Regions from separate parts of the Mus musculus genome. Here regions 1 and 3 are each linked to region 2. Evidence: chromatin contacts called from public HiChIP or PLAC-seq and promoter capture Hi-C data. All regions are on one chromosome and are shown on one strand. The core of a region is the stretch at or near the end of the contact, and the rest is flanking DNA. Distances in the headings are between cores, read along the strand shown.

The links. Promoter capture Hi-C pulls out the DNA fragments that hold promoters and counts their contacts. HiChIP or PLAC-seq counts read pairs in DNA pulled down with a chosen protein or histone mark.
Region 1: a promoter capture Hi-C map of embryonic stem cells shows a contact between it and region 2, with 2.8 times the contacts expected there. The contact joins two enhancer-like sites. A contact is called at or near these places in 9 of 39 promoter capture datasets (the C10 cell line, cranial neural crest, embryonic stem cells and 5 more), 1 of 15 datasets of contacts at CTCF or cohesin (pro-B cells), 14 of 484 Hi-C or Micro-C datasets (the N1E-115 cell line, cerebellum, cerebral cortex and 5 more), 12 of 115 datasets of contacts at active chromatin or transcription factors (astrocytes, embryonic basal ganglia, embryonic forebrain and 6 more) and 2 of 9 other capture datasets (adipose tissue and pancreatic islet).
Region 3: an H3K27ac HiChIP or PLAC-seq map of embryonic stem cells shows a contact between it and region 2, with 12 read pairs. The contact joins two enhancer-like sites. A contact is called at or near these places in 5 of 484 Hi-C or Micro-C datasets (the N1E-115 cell line, cerebral cortex, cortical neurons and 1 more) and 3 of 115 datasets of contacts at active chromatin or transcription factors (all in embryonic stem cells).

The regions. Positions count from the first base shown.
Region 1 is chr4:138,858,181-138,860,880 of GRCm38.p6, forward strand. It overlaps a transcript of Pla2g5 not described here. Among named protein-coding and RNA genes, the nearest start is that of Gm32930, 3.9 kb to the right of the region's middle. Within about 2 kb of position 1,276, at least 27 of the 459 cell types and tissues checked have an H3K27ac peak or open chromatin away from gene starts, as enhancers often do. A contact at or near this core is called in embryonic stem cells, where this site is marked.
Region 2 is chr4:138,498,680-138,501,379 of GRCm38.p6, forward strand. It overlaps Gm32549 (a long non-coding RNA gene), which reads left to right. Exons shown (of 4, transcript XR_390857.3): 2 at 1-11; 3 at 573-746. Among named protein-coding and RNA genes, the nearest start is that of Gm32549, 3.6 kb to the left of the region's middle. Within about 2 kb of position 1,357, at least 7 of the 459 cell types and tissues checked have an H3K27ac peak or open chromatin away from gene starts, as enhancers often do. A contact at or near this core is called in embryonic stem cells, where this site is marked.
Region 3 is chr4:138,793,289-138,795,988 of GRCm38.p6, forward strand. No RefSeq gene overlaps it. Among named protein-coding and RNA genes, the nearest start is that of Gm32871, 14 kb to the left of the region's middle. Within about 2 kb of position 1,338, at least 24 of the 459 cell types and tissues checked have an H3K27ac peak or open chromatin away from gene starts, as enhancers often do. A contact at or near this core is called in embryonic stem cells, where this site is marked.

The DNA.
Region 1 (2,700 bases), core at 26-2,525, 360 kb after region 2:
CTGCCTATGCAGTACTTGATCATCTGGGCTAAGTGTGTTTTGGTATTAGTTTCCCATGTAACTAAATTAACTATTAAAAAAAGGGCATAGCTGATGGGGGGGGGGGGCGGGGATCCAATGTGGTGACACCTGCCTGTAATTCCAGTCCAGGTCAGTGAAAGAGTCTGTCTCACAAGGAAGGTGGAGAGGGGGCCGAGGTGTGACCCTGACATCTCTGACCTCTACATGCATTCACACACATGTGTACTGACATCCACATGCAGACTGGGCTACATGTAAACTTGTACACGCGCGGGCACACACACACATCACTGGATACAATTTGTAGAATGTACACCAAGCTTGGTGCATCTCTCCTAGCTCGTAGCAAACGTCAGACTAAGGTGATAACATGAGAGTCCTGGCAGAGATGTTCTTGCCTCATGGAAGACAGTGTGTGAACTGGAAGACCGTCTGTGCCTCTGCAGTCAGCCTGCTTCGCGAGCCACCTGCTGCTGAGTGACAGCCGAGCTTACACAAGGCGGTCTCTCTGTGGGTAGAGGAGTTTGCCATTCGGGGAAACTTGAGTCTGTGTTCCCCCGGCCGTGCTCACTTGTATTTGGCTCAGAAGATGCCATTTATGCCGGCCAACACCTGGATCTCTTGATGGTCTCCTAACCTAATCGTAGTCATGGAGACCATAAACCCAAACAGCTAACTTGCTGGTCCCCTTTCCAATGACATTTTAGACATCTAGCAGGTTCCCATGCCTGGACCACAGTCAACACGTTACCCCGCCCCCACCTCCACCCCCACCCCATCACAGCCTCCTAGCAGGAATCCAGATGTGAAAGGGGACAGAAGTCATGGGTGGACCCTTACCACAAAGCATGAGCACTGACTGCAGCAGGAGCCTTATCTTCATGTCAGGGGCTCTGAGAGGCCCCATCCTCAGCTAGCCTTGGAGAAAAGATCCCCGGGGGTGTATCTGCAGAGGAAGTGAGATTTAAAGGGCCCAAGACTGCCTGAGACTTCTGCCAGGCAGAAGCTCAGCGTTAGAAATGTTATAGAACCCCGTTAGTGTTAATGGTATCCTTATTGCAAGTGCTCCTTTTTAATGTGTCTTTAAGTAAGCTATGACACTGGGCTTTGAGACGGTTTAACGCCTTACTTGACAGCTGATAGACCATTCCCTGGTACCCTGGCCGCCTTGAACTAAGCACGCAGCTACTTTGAGCGCTCCACTGAGCCCTTGGAAGAAGCTACACAGGAAACACAGCTGCTTGCTGCCAAAGCACAACTCTAGGGTTTGACGCCCTCTGCTGGCCTCCACGAGCACTCACACATACAAAGCCGCAGATAGATGCACATATGCAGAGAAATAAAATAAAATAAATCTTTTTTTAAAAAAAAATGCTGTAGAACAAAGTAGCGTCTCTGAGCCTGGGTTTTCTTCTCAGAAGAAAAGTGTAACAAGGCCTTATCGACTTTGTGAGAACCATCTCCCATCCGGCTGCTTCCTGGGGACGGGGCACCCGCCATCAGGAAACAGCCTGAAAAATGACAGAAGATGGGCTTCTGTGCCCGACCTCATTTTCTCCCTCGTGTGTGAGGAAGGGAGGTGCAACGAATGTCATCTGCGCTAAAGAGGACATCAGCAGCTGCATGAAGGATATTTATTACCCTGTAAGCGCTCTACTCTGAGAGGAGTGGCTAGGCTCTTCCCTCCCAAGATGCCTGCCTGCCTGGGCTGCTCAGAGAGAGGCGCGCTCATGGTGTTCCGGCTTCCACCGCAGGGGGCAGCGGAGGGTTGGAACTGGTTAGGAAGTGTTGAATGGACCTCCGCCATGCTCAGATAGAAAAACACTCCTAGGAACGGGCCAGGTGCTCTCTAACACAGTGGCCAAGCTGTCAGCAGAAGGCCAAGTTCCGGGATGTCTTTTCTGTGGGGAAAGAAACAGTGGGGGGATCAGATGCCTGGTTAAGGCTTTAGGGCTACTTGGAAGATTCCAAGACAGATGCCGCGAGCAGCAGAAGCAGTCTCTGTCTTATGGCTGAACTGATGAAGACGAAGGCTTCCAGAAGGAAGGCTTATTAAACGGGATGCGGCAAAGCTGGTGGGAGGAACAGGGTACGGCAGAGCTGGTGCGGGGACCACAATTGGAAATTTGCGCGTCACAGAAAATGAAGACAGACACACACAGTGGTGGTTGGGGAGGCCTGAAAGACCAGGAAGTCAAGGGTGTGCCTGTACTTGATTGACAGCTGATGCTGGAGCAGATCTTGGGTAGAAAAGCTGCCAAGGGAGAGGGAGCCAGGGTTCTGGCCTCCCAGTGACAGAGCTCAGGGGGTTGGGGAGGGGGAGCAGATGGGCAAGGGCCAGGGAGGCAAACTGAGATCCCCAGGACCAGGAGTGTCCTTGAACTACTTGAAAGAGCCCAGGGGACCCACAGTGCCTGGCAATCTAAATATCTGTTAGTCAATTTGAGTGGAGAAGGGGAGGAGGAGGAGGAGGAGGAGGAGGAAGGAGAAGAAAAGAAGAAGAAGAAAGGAGAAGAAGGAGAAGGAGGAGAAGGAGGAGAAGGAGGAGAAGGAGGAGAAGGAGGAGAAGGAGGAGAAGGAGGAGAAGGAGGAGAAGGAGGAGAAGGAGGAGAAGGAGGAGAAGGAGAAGGAGAAGGAGGAGAAGGAGGAGAAGGAGGAGAAGGAGAAGGAGAAGGAGAA
Region 2 (2,700 bases), core at 107-2,606:
CCACTTTTAAGGTGAGCCTTCTCATCTCCGTTCACCTCCTAACCTCAATAATTCCTCCTGTCTGCCATGGACAAAGGTTCCTTTACCAGGGGATTCTGGGACCTACAAATAGACAACCCCATCCTCTCTGTATATCTGTCTGTTTGGGAATTAGCTATACAGAACTGGCTGGCCTTGAACTCTCACAGTATTAACAATTTCAAGCATTTAACATGCACATGCATGTTTATGTGAGCAGACGTGTGTGTGTGTGCTCTTGTATATATGTATAACCCAGAGGTCAGTTTGGGGCATCATTCCTCAGGGGCGATCCACCATGTTTTTTGAGGCAGAGTCTCTCCCTGGGACCTAGAGTTTTGTTTTTTTTTGTTTGTTTGTTTGTTTTTTTGTGGGGGGGGTAGCCTATTTGGCTACTCTGGCTGGCCATGGAGTCCCTGTCTCCACTTCCTCTTCCTTGGGATTTGAAGACTGTATACCATTGTGCCCAGTTTTTTAAACTGTGAGGTCTGGGGACTGAACTTGGGTCCTTGAGGAGTACAAATTGGACTGACAGAGCCATCTTTCCAATCCAGACGGCATGGAATGTTTGGACACCAGGGAAGAGGGAGAACTACCCAGAAGGCAGAGCTGACTGTGGGAGTTTGGAGGAAAGCTGTACTGGCCCAAGGGAGACTCAAAACCATGGAGCTGCAGGCAGGCATCTACTGTTGCTCCACAAGAAAGGATAGCGAAAGATGTAGTTTCCGGTAAGTGCACGTCACTATGGAATCCTTTTGATTAAGCGGTAGAAAAGAAAGAGATCCTTAGCCAGGCAGTGGTGGCACATGCCTTTAATACCAGCAGTTGGGAGGCAGAGGTAGGTAGAAATCTTGAGTTTGAGACCAGACTGGTTTATAGAATGAGTTCTAGGACAGCCATGGCTACACAGAGAAACCTTGTCTCAAAAAACCAGACAAACAATGCCCCCCCCCCAAAAAAACCCCAAAAGAGATCCCTCAGCTAGCTTCACCGGTAGAGTGGAGGGTCAGATGAGAACCTCACACACACCATCGTAGAGTGTCAAGACTGAGTACAGTGACTTAAGTAGGGCAGGACGCAGTTGGACCCAACCACCAAGTGTGCGCTTAAGATGGGCTTAGGCAAAAAGAGGGATTTGTTGATCCATGAAACTGATTTTAGGCATGGCTGGATCCAGGTGCTTGAACCATGCCCTCAGGCCGGCCTTGTTCTCCATGCAGGTCCTCTTTCCTGAAGCTTTTGTTCAAGTTTCAAGGGAAGCCCCCAGGTGTCCACCTGTATTGGCTCAGCTTGGGTCAGGTGCTCACGTTAGAGCCAATCCCTGCTGCTTGAGGGGATTTGGTGTTCTGATTGGTCAGCTCTGCGGTCCTTTTTCTGGGCAATCTGTGGCCTTAAAGAGCCAGACAAGGTGCAGGAATAACTTTGTCTGTGAGCTCACTCTGTGCACTTAGTGGGTGTGGCCGTGGTGGAGAGGCGGCAGCCCCAGCAGCAGCCAGAAAAGGGTAACGGTCAGGATCGTGGCTGATCTGAGATCTGCCAAAGTGGGTTCTCTCCAGTGACTGTGCGACACTTCCTGCTCCCTGACTTTCTATACTCGTGCAATTGCTAGCCCCATCCCACCCCATTCACCCTGAAATGTTCCCACCCTAATAACCTCCACTACCACCACCATGTCCTACCAGGCTGCAGGTACAGCGCCCTCAAGGACTCTGTTGCTGATCTCCATCCCAAGGCTCCTCCCCTCTCTACAGAGGAGACTGTGAGCTCTCTTAAAAGCCCTAGGCCAAGGGCCTGGAGCAATGGCTCAACTTCTAAGAGCGCTTGTGCAGAGGACCCAGGTTCAGTTCCCAGAACCTACATGTCACCTCACAACCAGCTGTAACTACTGTTCCAGGAGATCCAGCATTTCCAGTAGACACTGCGCGAGCGCGCGCGTGCGCGCGCGCACACACACTTACACACACACACACACACACACACACACTTACACACACACACACACACACTTACACACACACACACACACACACACACACACACACACACACACACACACACACACACACACACATACACACAGAGGCAAAACATCCACACATAGAATAAATATTAAGCCGGGCAGTGGTGGCACACGCCTTTAATCCCAGCACTCTGGAGGCAGAGGCAGGAGAATTTCTGAGTTCAAGGCCAGCCTGGTCTACAGAGAGAGTTCCAGGACAGCCAGGGCTACAAAGAGAAACCTTGACTCAAAAAACAAAAAAACAAAAATAACAAAAACAAAACTATATATATATATATCCAATAAAACCTTAGGTCAGTTGTCCTGGGAGTTTTCATCGGGGGCCTGAGGAGGTAGAATATGACGTGCAAGCATGAAATCCTGGCTCCATGTCCAGCTCTGAAACAGCTAGTGGCTCTCCGCTGTTCTCAAGATGAGACCCAAGCTGTGGACCCTTTCCCCTGTCCCTTCTCCCTATACACTCTGCACGTGGGCTTTTCCTTCCAGCCTTCAGACAGCATCCCTGACTCATCCCTGACGCCATCCCTTTGTATGTGCCATTGCATCTGCCCCAGCTTCTCATCTCTCTTCTGCTGGCTCATTTCCTGCTTTCAGTTGGATGTCTCCTGGCCATTCTTTTTGAGATAAAGGTCTCGTGAAGCCCAGGTTTGCCTCAACCTCTT
Region 3 (2,700 bases), core at 88-2,587, 290 kb after region 2:
AGTGAGAGCCTCCCAGGATCACCTACCCTCTGGCAACACACACACACACACTCACACACGGGAATATATGAGTACATGTGTGCACACATGCAGAAATACACACACAGAGAGGGAGGATTAACTGGGAGGGAGATTGGCTAGGAAGGGAAGGGGGCTGAGGGAGATCAGAAGAGGAAGGAGGACCCCTGCTGGGGAGGATGGAGATGACACACTGTCTTGAAGAGGAAGGTCTGGAGCAGAGCCTTGGTGTAGAAGACTTTGCTGGTTAGGTGGAGCTGGTGCATAGGGCCCGATACACACACAGGCAAAGGGTGGAGTGTGGGAATGGGCAGCCACTGGGAGCAGTTGCAGGCTTGTTTGCCCAGTGTTCAATTAGAGTCTCCCTGACAGCACTGTCTCACTCACAACGGCCGTCTTCCTCCTGAAATCTCACTGGTGCTTCCCTATAGGAGAACTCTGGTCACATCCACTGAGGTAATCCATGAGGCTCAGGAGAAGAGAGGGGAGGGGCTCCTCCTTACCTCTGGCTCACAGCTGTCCCAACTCTCCTTCCTTGTGTTTAGGGGCTGACATTGCAGTTAAGAGTGTTCAGGCTTGGTTTGGTGATCCGCTCCCATGACACACACCATTTATCAAGTGCCGACTGTATGCCAGGCAATAGGATGTGTGCTTCCAACCGGTAGCACATTATCAGGTAGACATGCCCAGCAAACTAATGAAGGTGTTTATGAGCTCACTAGACAGCCATAGAACTGAGGCACAGAGAACAGAAATCAAAGGCCTTAGGTCACCTGTGGAAGCTGTGAGCCGCATTCTGGTTTTGGATTGTTTATTTGTTTTTAAGGTTGCTTTCGTGTGTGTGTGTGTGTGTGTGTGTGTGTGTGTGTGTGTGTGTGTATGTCTGTGCGCATGTACATGTGAATACAGATGCCTGAGAAGTCCAGAAGAGGGCAGGCACTGGATCTCCTAGAGCTGCACATACGGGCAGTTGTGAGCTGCCTACGATGGGAGCTGGGGAGACTAAACTCAGATCATCCGCAAACGCACCAGATATGCTGAACAGTGAAACCATCTCTCTAGCGCCCTCAACCTCTTTGAGACAGAGACTCAAGTAGCCCAGGCTGTCATTGAACTCTGAAATTGAACACTGAACTCAAGGTCAGCCGAAGATGACCTTGAACCCCTGAGCCTTCTGCCTCTGCATCCCAAGTGCTGGGAATACAGGAATACACCACCACGCCCAGCAATTGTCTACTTTTGATAACTCTTGATTGAAGCATTAAGACAGAAGGCCAACCATGTGACCACCTCTTATTCAAACAGCCAGGTGCTTGTAGAAAGCGTAGGTGAACATTAGCAAGACAAACCTGGACCTTCAGCAAGACAAACCTGGACCTTCTCACACAATCCACCAATCGTATCTTAAGTAACGTGGCAGGTGGGGGGCAGGGTGTCAAGGCTTCTGTGTTTCCTGCCCACATCCCCAGCCCCATGTCCTATACATTCCTGCTGTCCTTTGCTGGTGGCATTGCATGTGGCTTTATGACTTGGTAGATACAGCAACAAATTAGCTATGCCCATCAGAAGGAATGTCTCAACAGAGTCCAGGCCATGAGACCCCTGGAGCTGCTTCTTAGACAGCAGACCTTTGAAAGAAAGAATTAAAATTCAATGTCCATGACTCATGCAGCTTGCTAGTTAGGAGGGCTTTTTGAGCCTAGAGCAAAGAACAAAGGCTGTAAAGTCATCCCAGGAACCAACTAGCCATAAAGATAGGGAAGACATAAAAGAATGTCCTGACTGGCCCAGCGCCTCCCTATCCCCCGCCCTTCTGACCTAAGTTAAATGTTAACTGGATGCTCTGCTGTTACCTCGATCTGCACATACAGTCTGCTGATATTTAAATGAACCAATCATGTGAAACCGCGCCAATTCCTCCCCCAGCCCCAGACTCATTTCTATAAAAACCCCTAGCTTTTGAGCCATGTGGCCGACAACTGCTGTCTCCTGTGTGAGATACATTTCGGCCCAGAGCTCCGTCATTAAACTACCTCGTGTGTTTGCATCAAGACAGTCTCTAGTGTTTCTTTGGGTGCACACCGAATTGGAAATTGAGTGGGGGGGTTCCCCACTTGGTTCTTTCACATTGTGTTATTGTAAAGTGTGTTTCAGTTGGAGGTGACCGTGCACACCTGTAACCCCATCCTGGTCTACATGGCAAATTCCAGGCCAGCCAGGGCTATATATCAAGACCCTGTCACCCTAATCCCCCAGGACAGAAAGAAAGATGGATGGAAAGAAGGAAAGACAAGACAGCCAGACAGACAGGCAGTCAGGCAGAAAAAAGGAAGGGAGGGAAGAAAGAAGGGAAGGAGGGAGGGAGAGAGATGGGGGGAGAGACGGGAGGGAGAGGGAGAGACAGAGACAGAGAGAGAGAGAGAATTCTGGCTAGTCATCAGGTCTGTCCAGCAGACCTGTGGGACAGTAGGGTGATGTCTTGTGAACTGAGAAGTGTTCCCGTTTGGGTCCCTCTGACCAGGTCATGACCAAGACAAGAAAGTCCCTGTTGCTGGCCCATTGCAAAGCAAGAGAGAAGTGCAGTTCTGATAGCTGAAGTCAGTGTTTGTGACATGGCAGAGTTACATGACAGAGAACAAGTCACATGGCCAAACATCTGTTGGGACAGCATTGATCTGCTCT